2 separate regions of the Sus scrofa genome follow, and region 2 is linked to region 1. Evidence: chromatin contacts called from public Hi-C data. All regions are on one chromosome and are shown on one strand. The core of a region is the stretch at or near the end of the contact, and the rest is flanking DNA. Distances in the headings are between cores, read along the strand shown. Region 1 holds the start of BRWD1 (bromodomain and WD repeat-containing protein 1). Region 2 holds the start of SH3BGR (SH3 domain binding glutamate rich protein).

The links. A called contact is a pair of places that touch in the nucleus more often than the background predicts.
Region 2: a Hi-C map of epiblast stem cells shows a contact between it and region 1, with 3 times the contacts expected there. The contact joins the promoter of SH3BGR here to the promoter of BRWD1 in region 1. A contact is called at or near these places in 8 of 47 Hi-C or Micro-C datasets (embryonic fibroblasts, epiblast stem cells, heart right ventricle and 3 more).

What each region holds. Positions count from the first base shown.
Region 1 is chr13:202,891,826-202,897,877 of Sscrofa11.1, reverse strand. BRWD1 (bromodomain and WD repeat-containing protein 1) reads left to right here and starts at 1,333. Exons shown (of 42, transcript XM_021070988.1): 1 at 1,333-1,523; 2 at 1,625-1,683; 3 at 1,823-1,852; 4 at 2,029-2,088. The coding sequence starts at 1,475.
Region 2 is chr13:203,042,375-203,048,399 of Sscrofa11.1, reverse strand. SH3BGR (SH3 domain binding glutamate rich protein) reads right to left here and starts at 1,825. Exons shown (of 8, transcript NM_001244236.1): 1 at 1,621-1,825. The coding sequence starts at 1,665. LCA5L (lebercilin-like protein) reads left to right here and starts at 3,201. Exons shown (of 9, transcript XM_005670355.3): 1 at 3,201-3,508.

The DNA.
Region 1 (6,052 bases), core at 84-2,583:
CGCTTATGTACCCTAAGAACACTTATTAACCCATTATGGTCCCCCTATGAAGTGGGCACACATACTATCTACAGCTTACAGGTGAGGAAAATAGAAGCTCAGAGGTTGTGACGTGCTCAAAGTCACACTTTCAGCGGGTAAAGGCCCAGGGTTAGTCCCAACCCAGAGTCTGATCTGAACCCAAATGTTTCATCTCTTGAAGCTCTGGAGGTTATCAGACTGCCTAGGAACTGGAATTACAACGTCTGCTCCATAGGGCCCGGTTTTGCTCCCTGCTGTGCTTTAGGGCTCAGAATAGGGCAAACCGGGTACGTTGGCCGAAGGAATGTGGTTAGATTAGAAGCCCGCCACGGGCATTAAGGGAATTTTGGGGGACCCTGGTCCACTGCTCCAACCTCAAGTCCTACGACTGTTTCCCAAGAGAATCCCACTTGCCCACGGCTCCCCGCGGGCGTCCCCCGAGAGGTGGCCGCTGCGTGTCTGCACTGCCCGCTTCCTCCCACCCTCCTCGCCCGGCTAGGTCGTCGCCGGCCCTGGGCTGCTCCCTCCTAGCCAGGTTTACATCCTCTGCGATGCACTGCGTTTTCTTTGACCCTTTCTCGGGGGCTGCGGGCTCCGGCAGGACTGCGGCTCTGTCCCACGGCTCTCCTTCCCCCGCATGCGGCAACCCGGCTCTGCCCTCCGAGCCAGAGAGTCAGCGTCCGCGGACCCCTGGCCTCCCCATCCCGCGGCGTTCCTCACTCCTCCTCCCCTCCCGGCGGAAAGCTTCTCGGCCCGGCGTTCTCATCTGGGTGGCACGATCTCGGTTTTAAGGGTGTTCCGTCCTCGAAGCGAACCATCTTTCCCGGGGGGCAGACACACTGGCCCCGGATGAGCGTCCGTGAGTGTCCCTTCCGAGAGCCCGAAGCGGGCGACCCCGCCGCACCCGCTGCGGGTCCTGGGCCCCTGACGTCCCGGATGGAGACGCTGGGTTCCGGCCGGGGGAGCGAGGACCTGTCCCCGTCCCTGCCCCCACCGCGGCCCCCGCCCGACCTCCGCCCCCGGCGCCCGCCCCGCCGCGCAGCCGGGCCGCCGCCTCACAATGGCCGGGAGCCGCTTCACCGCGCGCAGGGATCCCGGCCACGCGCGCGCCCCTCCCCCACCGGCCGCCCGAGCCGGGCCCGGCCCCCAGCGCACACAGTGTCCTCTCTGCGCCCCCCGAGGGAGAGGAGAGGGAGGCGAGGCTCGCCCTTCCTGGCGGGGTCGGACCGTCGTTCGTCCGGTGGCACGGGCGGCGCCCACAGAGGGACTACTTTCTCTCCCCTGGAGGCACTACTTCGCGGAGGCGTCGGCGCTGGCGGCGCGCACGGCATGGCGGCGGCGGCGGCGGCGGCAGCGGCGGCGCGCCTGAGGTAGAGGAACGCCGGCCCGGTCAGGCCTCGGCGCGGCCTACACGCTTCGCTCGCCCGCTCCCGCCCCGGCCCCGCGCCCGGCCATGGCGGAGCCCTCGCCCGCCCGACGCCCGGTGCCCCTCATCGAGTCGGGTAAGACGCGCCGCCCGCGCCCTCCCCGCGGCGCCCCCGCCCCGGCCCCCTCCCCGCCACCCTCCCGCCCGCGCCTGACCCGACTCCCCGTCTCCCCGCAGAGCTGTACTTCCTCATCGCCCGGTACCTATCGGCCGGCCCGTGTCGGAGAGCCGCCCAGGTGAGTGCGGGCCCGCGGGCGGCGGCGGCCGCGCCCCGGGGGTCCCGGCCCCGCCGCCGCCTGGGGTCTCGGGAGGAGGGCGCCGGGCGGACCGGGGTGCGGCCCCCGCCCCCCTAACTGCGCGTCTCGTCGGCTGCAGGTGCTGGTGCAGGAGCTGGAGCAGTACCAGGTCTGTGCTTCGCGGCCTCGCCCACGCCCGTCCCGCCGCGTCCCCTGCGTCCCCTCCCGGCCCTGCCTGGGGCCGCTCGTCCGGCTCCCCGCCCCGCGTCCCCGCCGCCCCCCACCCCGTTGCGCCCCGCCACCCCCCGCTCGGTGGTCACTCGTGTGCATCTTGGGTCTTTGCAGCTGCTGCCGAAGAGGTTGGATTGGGAGGGCAACGAGCACAACAGGAGCTACGAGGAATTGGTGAGACTTTTGACATTTCCATCCCGGTGTTTCCGAGCACCCGCCCCCCGCCCCCTTTTCGGGGCTCCCGCCGGAGGGGCGAAGTGACCGAGCCGCGCGCGGAGGGGGCGGCCAGGCGGCCGAGGCATCCCTGGGACAGCGGGACCGCCTCCCGTAGGCTTTGTTTTGCTTTGGGGAGGCCGGGTTTGTTTGGGTAGGAAACGGCCCTGGGGGGCGGCCGGGTGGAGGTGGGGGCGACCTGCGCCGCGGTTTGTGGCGGGGTGGGTCCCCAGGTGCGGCTGCCTATGGTGAGAGCCGGGGGCTCGCCAGCCATTCAGCGAGCTGCTCTCAGCCGTGTTTGTCCTGAACCCGACTTGTAACTCGACCTTTGATTGGTCTTCCTCCTTTTGCCCCGCCCAGATCTTCCAACCACTTGTTCCCTAGGAATAGAAGCGTTGGTGTTTGAAAGGTGGAGGAAGGTTCCTCTCTAGCTTTTGGTTTATTTTGTTTTTTTCTTTTTTCCTCCGCGGAGTAATAAAAACCCTGCTGCTTTGAGACTGTGCCACTCCTGCAATACTTTCGCCGTTCTAAACTGTGTTACACTTGTTGAATGCCTTGGGAAATTTTGATAAACTTTTATAATGCTCTTGCTGTGCATAACTTAATATAGGCTCTAACTATGTAGTTTCTCTTTCTGGAGCACCGTTAACGGAGATTGCAGTTCTCTTTTCATTGTACTTGCTCGTCTTTTTTAGTTACTCTCACTATATATGCTTTTGTTTTATTCACTCATTTGTCCTTGGTGGAATAAAACCTTTTTAGGAGAGTATTTTTTTCCAATTTGTGTATTAGAACAAGAAATTCCTTTAGTTGTCAGGCCATATTAAGCTTCCTGTATGAGTAAAATAACTGAAAAAAGAGCTCTTGAATGATCTTTTACTATGGTTCTAACACCTGTAAGTAGAAGTTGGTAGAATATGAACATCATTGTTAAACAAGAGAACAAAAATAGGATTTGTTCTCTGAGAACAGTTAAGTATTAGCACTTAAACTTGGGTCAATGTAACAAAAGAGTCTTTTCAATTGTCAGTTTTTTTTTTTTATAAGACAAAATTCTAACGAAAATTCATCACTGTAATTGCCAATTTTAATATTTGCTTTCCTAGAAGTTTTTTTTTTTTTTTTGAGGCAAACGCTTAAAAGTGAATATTTTCTTTTTTTTTTTTCTCTTTCTTTCTTCTTTTTTTTTTTTTTTTGTCTTTTTGCTATTTCTTGGGCCGCTCCCACAGCATATGGAGGTTCCCAGGCTAGGGGTCAGATCGGAGCTGTAGCCTCCGGCCTACGCCAGAGCCACAGCAACGTGGGATCCGAGCCGGGTCTGTGGCCTACACCACAGCTCATGGCAATGCCGGATCGTTAACCCACTGAGCAAGGCCAGGGACCGAACCCACAACCTCATGGTTCCTAGTCGGATTCGTTAACCACTGTGCCACGACGGGAACTCCAAAAGTGAATATTTTCAAGAAAGTTCTAAAAATTTTGCAGAGGAGTTCCCTTGGTGGCACAGTGGTTAACGAATCCTACTAGCAACCATGAGGTTGTAGGTTTGATCCCTGGCCTCCATCAGTGGGTTAAGGATCCGGTGTCGCCGTGAGCTGTGGTGTAGGTCGCAGAGGCGGCTCGGATCCCGTGTTGCTGTGGCTCTGGCGTAGGCTGGCGGCTACAGCTCCGATCTGACCCCTAGCCTGGGAACCTCCATATGCTGCGGAAGTGGTCCCAGAAAAAGGCAAAAAGACCAAAAAAAAAAAAAATGCACAGTTTTTACTGAAAGTTAAGGAAATGTTTAATTGCTCTCTTGTTTCTGTTGATAAGTGAAAATAGTGTTATCTGTGAAGCTGCAGAGCATTATTGAAATGACGTTGCAGTCATACTGGGGAGAAAGGTGCTTATGTTTTGAAGTAATAAGTATAACACTGTAATTAATGGCGAAGTTACTTTAAAAATAGGTTGATGTATTTTTTTGGCCTTTTCTTATATTGCTTAAAACTCTACTTAAAATTCTGCTTTAGGAGTTCCTGCTGTGGCTCAGCAGGTTAAGAACCCCACGTAGGGAAGTTTCTGCTGTGGCTCAGTGGTAACAACCCGACTAGTTCGATCCCTGGCCTTGCTCAGTGGGTTGTGGATCCAGCGTTGCCGTGAGCTGTGGTGTAGGTCACAGACTCGGCTCGGATTCCACGTTGCTGTGGCTGTTGTGTAGGCTGGTGGCTATAGCTCCGATTTGACCCCTCTCCTGGGAACTTCCACGTACTGCAGGTACGGCTGTAAACAAACAAAACTGAAGTTATCCAGAACCTCTGTGATGCTGCTGTGATGTGGCTATGACTTAAGTCATCTCATTGCCGAATGATTGTCTGGTGGATATCCTCCTCCTTTACCTCCCTCCCTCCTTTCCCAGCATTAAGTGCTAAAGGATGAGCTTCTGGTATAGAGAGTCATTCTTGTGTCAAGGGAATGTGAGTAGCTTCTAGTTCTCCAAGAAAGTCTCATTTTTTCTTTTTAGAAACATTTTATTATGAAGTGTTTCCAATGAGAATAATGTGATAAATCTCCACATACTATAAATAAGTTTATCAGTTTGCTACATTTATTTATTTTTTTTGGTTATGCTTATAGCATATGGAAGTTCCCTGGTCAGGGATCGAACCCATGCCACTGAACTACTGCAGTGAGGATGCTGGATCCTTAACCTGCTGGGCCACTAGGAAACTCCCTATTTTTTAATAGTTAATTTAAATTGAGCTTCAGATAAGGTCCTTGAATTGTGTCAGCACAATTCAATGTCAGAATTACCTTAAATCTTTTTATCGTGTTGTGTTTTTTCCCTGTGCTGTTGATTTAACTGAAGAAATTGTGCTGTTCTGTAGAATGTTTTACCTGGTTTGTCTTTTTCCTTAGGGTGTTATTTGTTTTCTTACATTTAATTCCTTTTTCTCAATAGCTCTCATTCTTGGATCAGAACTGTCTGGAGAGCTTTATAAAATCACGAAGTTCCCATTGTGGCCCAGTGGAAATTAATCCAACTAGTAATACTACTATGAGGTTGTGGGTTTGCTCCCTGGCCTCGATCAGTGGGTTAAGGATCTCGAGGTGCTGTGGTGTAGGCTGGTAGCTGTAGCTCTGATTTGACCCCTAGTCTGGGAACCTCCATATGCTGCGGGTGTGGCCGTAAAAAGTGGAGGGGAAAAAAAAAATTCTGAATGCTCTGGCTCTGCCCCAGGCCACTTAAGTCTCTGTGGTGGGATTGGATATGACCTTTTTAAAGTCTTCCGGGTTATTCCGATATCACTGTTTATAAAGCTACAGTATATCTAGACTTCCGACCATGCTGTTATTCCAACCTGTACTTTGAAAGCAAGAATATTTTTGAGGAGTTCTTGAAGTGCTGCGGCAGAAACGAATCCAACTAGAAACCATGAGGTTTCGGGTTCGATCTCTGGCCTTACTCAGTGGGTTAAGGATCTGGCATTGCTGTGAGCTATGGTGTAGGTTGCAGACACGGCTCGGATCTGATGTTGCATAGGTTGACACCTGTAGCTCCTAGCCTGGGAACCTCAAAAAGCAAACAAAAAAGTATTTTTGGTACTTCTTAAGAGTTGAGACTAGCTAACTCTCAATACCTAACACCTGCATTAGCAGTTGAACTGTGAATTTAATTGGAATTTTCATGACTTGTAGGTGGTGAAAAAAGGGGAAGAATGAAATAGAACTATAGCACTGGATATGGGACTTGGGAAGGACTGGATTTGTAAAGCAGGGATGTTTTTAAAAAGGGGAAAGATTGGATATACTTTGTAATTGAGTAACATGGTAAGTTTTTGTAGGTCAATCACTTCCTTAACCTAAAAAAAAAATCAGAAGATTTTTATTTTTTTTTAATTTTTAATTTTTTTTTTTTTTTGCTTTTTAGGGCCACACCTGCAGCACA
Region 2 (6,025 bases), core at 576-3,075, 150 kb before region 1:
CTAAGAAATCCACACATTTGTGCATGTCTCCAGAAGGATACATAAAGCCACTCAGACCTGGTCTACAGGATAGGGGGAAGATTGGCAGGTGAGTAGCAGAAGTTTCCAGCAATGAGCATCAACAGCATATCTGAAGCCCACTAAAGCCATTTTCTTCACACACACACACACAAAAATTGTTTCACCTAATGAATCCAAAAATATTCTTTTTTTTTTTTTAACAGCCACACCTGCAGCATATGGAAGTTCCTAGGCCAAGGGTCAAATCAGAGCTGCAGGTGCCTGCCTACCCCACAGTCACCGCAACACCAAATCCAAGGCGCATCTGCGACCTACTCTGCAGCTTTCAGCAACTCGGGATCCTGTACCCACTGAGCGGGGCCAGGAACCAAACCTGCATCCACATGGACACAACGTCCAGTACTTAACCGCTGAGCCACCATGGGAACTCCCCCAAAACATCCTTTTTGTAGATCAACTAAAAGTGTCTGTGGTCAGCAGCAGCCACAAAGGATTCTGCAGTTTTACACTTGGAATTTTGCCTCATTGTTTTCTGTTCAAAGACCTTCAAGAGATCACTATACAGTTGCCATCAGCTCTGCTCACCAGGGACAACCAGGCTCTTTCCTCTGTTTTCCTCTTATCCCGTCTGGAAACCGCGTGAACTTTGCGGGGGGAGGTGGCATTCAGGAGCTGCCCTTAGGACTGTTCCCTGGGCCACCCACCCGCCTGGAATCATCCCGAGCTGAGTGACCACTGAAGCCCAGGCTGCAACCTGAGAAGGTCCAGGGACCAGATATAAAAGGAAACAGCCCCGCTGCAGGTCTCCCGCTTTCAGGACTAATAAAACTGTTTTCTCTCCACAGCCTCTGAGATGCTAAAATGCTGGCTGAAATCTCAGTCCCAGGCAGACTCTGCAGGTTCAAGCCTAAAATCAAAGCCTGAACTATTTCCAAGGAGAAAAGCCCTTCCTTTACGCGAAATCTGACCAAGCGATGTTATGGGGGGGTCGACTTTTCACGCCTATTTTTGGTCCGTTTGAATTCCTGGCATATCTAAATCTGGGGCCTTAGAAATGTTTGTTCTGGTCACTGCGGTATCATTTTCCTCAAATAATAGCATTACACACGCTAACTTTACACTTTTTGTTACAGTTACATGATATACACAAGTCATTGCACCCAGGAGTCATTTTAATAATCTGGTCCATCATACGCTCCAAATATTTTTACATTATGTGCAATTTTAAATAAATCTGACAGAAGGAACGGCAGAAACACTCCACACACCAAAAAAGTCCCTCTGATTCGATCATAGATACATATGCGATACAACAGGACTGAAATCACATGTTCAAAGTTCTAGCAGCAACACGCCCCCTTCCTGGACTCCCCTTCCACACCCAGCTACCCCGGATCACACATTTCACACGCTAAACACCATTCGAACCAAGGCCGAAAGCAAAGGGCTCACAGACTGACTGCCGAGCCGCGTTTACTTACGCCTGAAAAAAGAAATTTAAGGCCAGCGCTGGGTCATACCGGCTCCTTCTATTCCAAGTCTAAGATACTCAGAAAGTAGGACAGGAAGACAAGCCCCCCCATTCCATCAGACACCTACCGCTATGGACCCAGAAGATGTGGCAACAAACACTTTGATAACCATTTTGAGAGTCTGGAAAGAGGGCTCCCCCCAACACACCCCTGCTAGGGGACGCGGCGCTAGACAAATCCTGACAGTGACACAGACAAATGCCAGGTGGGGGCTGGCGGGGGCCCAGGGCTGTCTGAGCTCCTGCCTCTCCCAGGAGAGGCCCAGGCATCTCGGGCTCTCCCCTCCATTGGCTCGGGAATATTTGGGGATCTGTCAGGAAAATAGTTGATTGGTTGGTAAAAGCAGCCACTGGACGCTTTCCCTTATCACTTTAACAGCCCGACAACAGTCCCTAAAAGGCAAGGCTGCGCTCTGCACCAATCAGAGACCGGCGGGGAGGTGTCTCGGACCGGAGGGAGGTGGGGCCCGGGTACCGGAGGAGGAGGAGGAGGGAGGAGGAGGGAAGGGCTCTCGGGAGCCGGAAAAGCCCAGAAAACACCGGCTCGGTCCCGGAGGAGGCTTTGTTTACAGGGCTTCTGCCAAACGAACCGGAAGGGTCAGAACAGGCACCGAAGCCTTTAAACAAATACAGAGCGCGTTCCTTCCTTTTAATTTTTCTGACACATCTGTTTACAAATCAAATGAATCGTCATACAATAGATTCCGTTAAGAGTGGCCTGTGGCCAGTTTTCTCCCTTTGCCACCTGTTCCTTTTAAAGAACCGGAGCTGACAAGCCGAGGGACCGTGTAAGGTTTCACTGACATCCCAGACCCGGCAGGGAGGTGGCGGCTGGCTTGTCAGCACCCATGACTTCAACAAACAAATTGTCTCCGCTGTTTCAGAGACCTTGGGGCGGGGTGTGGGGGGGGAGATTAATGGTCTGTTGGTAGCAGGCTCCCTCATCTTATTTGTATAGATGTTTGAATTGTGTTCAAAGTTAGATTTTGCTGTTGTTGTTAAAAATCTAGTAAGACGCCCAAAAGCTAGCCACCCAACTCTTCGATGGGTTCCAAAACCAAGATCAAGGGTGTTAGGGGCAAACGAAGGGAGGATATTTAGTCCTCTTTAGAGAAATGAGTCTCTTTTTTAAGTCCCTTGCTGCTCAAGGAGGAGGTGGCTATGGCAACCTGGAAGAACGCATTCTAACTAGGAGTGACCCCTAAAATTAATCTACAAGGACATTCAACAGGGCGTTGATACAATGGGAGGAGGAGGAAGAGGAGAAGAGAAATAGTGCTAAGCTTCGTTAATGATGCCAATGTATCACTAAAAATTCTTACGCAATCACTTTTTAGCACTTGTAATTCCATGATCTTGGTGATTTTTACATCTTCTTGTACTTTCCTGTACATTGTCAATTTTCTACACCAAGCATGCATTGCTTCATTGTCATGGTTTTCTCCTTTCACCCAAGAAATCTATCTTTACACAGAGAGGTTAACAGGAGCGCTCAGCTCTCCATCCACGCCCCTCCCAAGCTAGGAACCAGACACGCGCAACGGACTCGGATTCAAAACACCCGGTGCAAGGGCGAGGGCTAACCGGCGCGCGAAAGAACCGCGGGATCTCCGAGCCTACGGGGACGTCGCGGGGCCGGCTCTCTCACCCCGGCGCGGCCAGGGCGCCACCGAGGTCCCGGGCCCTGAGGAGGTGCAACCTGAGGCTCCTTTGCAAACGCCTACGCCGCCAGCTCACTTCTCTCTCAAGGAGGAATCACGTGGAGCAGGACTCTCCCCCGCCCTAGACCGCCGGAGCCACGCACCACCAGACGGGGTCCCAGTGCGCGTGCGCGCAGACTCGCGGCTCCGCCCCTCCCGGCAGGTCCCAGAAGGCCCAGCGTGCCAGTTTCCAGGGCAACGCGTCAGCGCCGGGAGGCCGCTGGGTTAGCGCTGCAGCCGGAGCCGCGCGCAACAGGTAACCGCCGCCGCGCCCTGCAGCCCGAGGCCTCCGCCCAGCCCCAGCCGAGCCTCCTGCTAAACTTTCCGAACCTTAACTTACAGTGTCGCCTGGTCACTCAGCTGTAGCCCCTGCCCAGCTCGGGCCTCGCTGCCTGGCTGTACTCGAGTTGGTAATGTAGCCAGGTCGTCAGGCCGCTTCCTCCTGCAAAGTGCAGCCTGAAGAGCCACTGTCGGCGTCCTTCTTCCCTGCTCGGCCAGTGACCGAGCCCACGCAGCACACAAGCCCACGCTGGCCCCGGGACCCCGACCCGCCCGCACGCGGTCTGGCTGCTGGAGGAACTGGGGCAGGGCCCGGCTGGGAGCCGGCGCGGGTGCGGCCAGGGGAGCGGCCAGGCTCCAGTCACCCCACCCGACCCTGTACCCCGGTCACGCTGGGGTCGATGTCACCCGCCCACCCGACTCTCAGGCTTTCGCCGTCATGTATCTCTTATATATGAATCTGATAACTTCACTTTTGCTCCTACCAGCTTTCTTTTGCCGTGTTTTCTTTTTTTCTTCTCCCCTTAGCGCTGACACGCCCCAATCACCAAACCGGAGGAAATCTGAATCCTTTGTTTGTTCTGTGTTTGTCCCTCACCTACTCACCTCGACCTTGGAACTATGTCCACGGTTTCCCCGGGGTGCTTTAACATTTCCTTGCCACAGGTGTGCCATCCGGTGACTTTTTGCAGACTAGTTTTTCACTGCCAAACACGACCTTGAACCTTTTTCTTTTCTAATCTGTTCTCCCTTTCTAGTTAAATTTGTCGAGTCTCGTGGGCTCAAAGCGCAGTGAACCTCTCTTGTCTGTCTCCATCCCTGACCCTCCTCTGACCGTGAGACCAGTGTCTGCCTGCCCATATCTCTACTTAGATGTCTAAGGCATCTCCAGCACAGCAAGTCCAGAACGTTGCCTTACACCTGTTCCTCCCTTGCTGTTACCCACCCCAGTAACTGGAAACCATTCTCCTAGCCGTCTGGCCCTTGGTGTCTTTCTTGACTCCCATTCTGTCCCTTCTCGTGTCAGTCTGTCAAGACATCCTTCACAAAGTACCCACACACCAGTCATTTCTCCCAGCCCCACTATCACCACCCTGGCCCAGGCCTGGATAATTTCTGCAGCCTCCTAATTGCCTCGAGTGTAGACAGTGTACTCTTTTCCCGTTCTCTGTTCTTTCATGTGACTAAGGTTTTTTTAAAAGGATATGAATTTTAAATTTTCCATAGGTAAACTAGCACCGTTTTTAGTATGTATTTCGAGAATTGTGACTTTATTTTTTTTTATTTTATTTTGCTTTTTAGGGCCACACCTGCAGCATATGGAGGTTCCCGGACCAGGAGTCAAATTGGAGCCACAGCTGTCGGCCTCTGCTGCAGCCACAGCAACACAGGATCTGAGCCGCATCTGCGACCTACACCACAGCTCACGGCAATGCCAGATCCTTAACCCACTGAGCAAGGCCAGGGATCAAACCCACAACCTCATGGTTCCTAGTCAGATTCATTTCCACCGCACCACAACGGGAACTCCAAGAATTGTGACTTTTAAGCCAAGTGGACAGAGCTACATAAGCACCCTACAATTAAGCTAAAAAGTGAAAGATGCCCTTTAGCTTTCCAAGGTATATGACAGTGACTCTGGATAGAACTATGGCTAGAACTTTAAAACTGACTTTACGGAAGAATAAAAGAATCCACAGACTTCTTCCAAGTGAGGAAAAAAAGTCACATAGTCATTTACCTTCTGTTTGTTCTGTACTCTCTTTTTTGGCTTTTTAGAGAAGCACCCAAAGAGGTAAGTTGAAATGGAGACAAATGAGCATCACTGTGCTGATGACTTTGACAATAAGGACCTGGGCGCTGATGCTCCAGTCACAGTGATGCAGCAACAGAGAAGACGGTCCCTGCCCTTGGGGAGTTCATCCCCCTCCCCCCCCCCCGCCCCGGGACACCTGTCCCCTTGCCACCCGCAAAGCCCCAGCCTCTGTTTTCTCTTTTTCCCTTGAATGAAACCCCGACTGACCGAAGTTACAGTAGGGCAGCTGCAGTTGGCAGAGGGACTAATGGGGCGTCCTGCTCGCCCGCCTCCACCTGTGCTGTCCCTTCATAGCGACTTCTAAAGCCACCTCCTAGGACTCTCCATTCTCTTGCCTGTGTAATCACCTCTTCCTCCTAGACTGCTCGTTCTGTTGGCTTTTAAACATGCTCAAGGCTCCCATCCCAAAAGAAAGAGAAAAAACAAACTCCCTCGACCCCAGGTCCCCTTCCTTTTCCCATGATTGCCCAATTTCTCATGCCCCTCGACCGGCAAACTTTTGTAAAGAATTTTGCAAAGAATGGCCACGGTTAGTGTGTCCGCATTCCCCGCCTCCCTCCCCAGCCCGTTCCAGGCTGCCGGCTGCCACCACCTCTGCCCTGCAGCAGGAACCCGAATCGGGCCTTCCCACACCTCATCCTTCGCAATCTCTTGGCCTATTTTTTAAATTATAGTTGA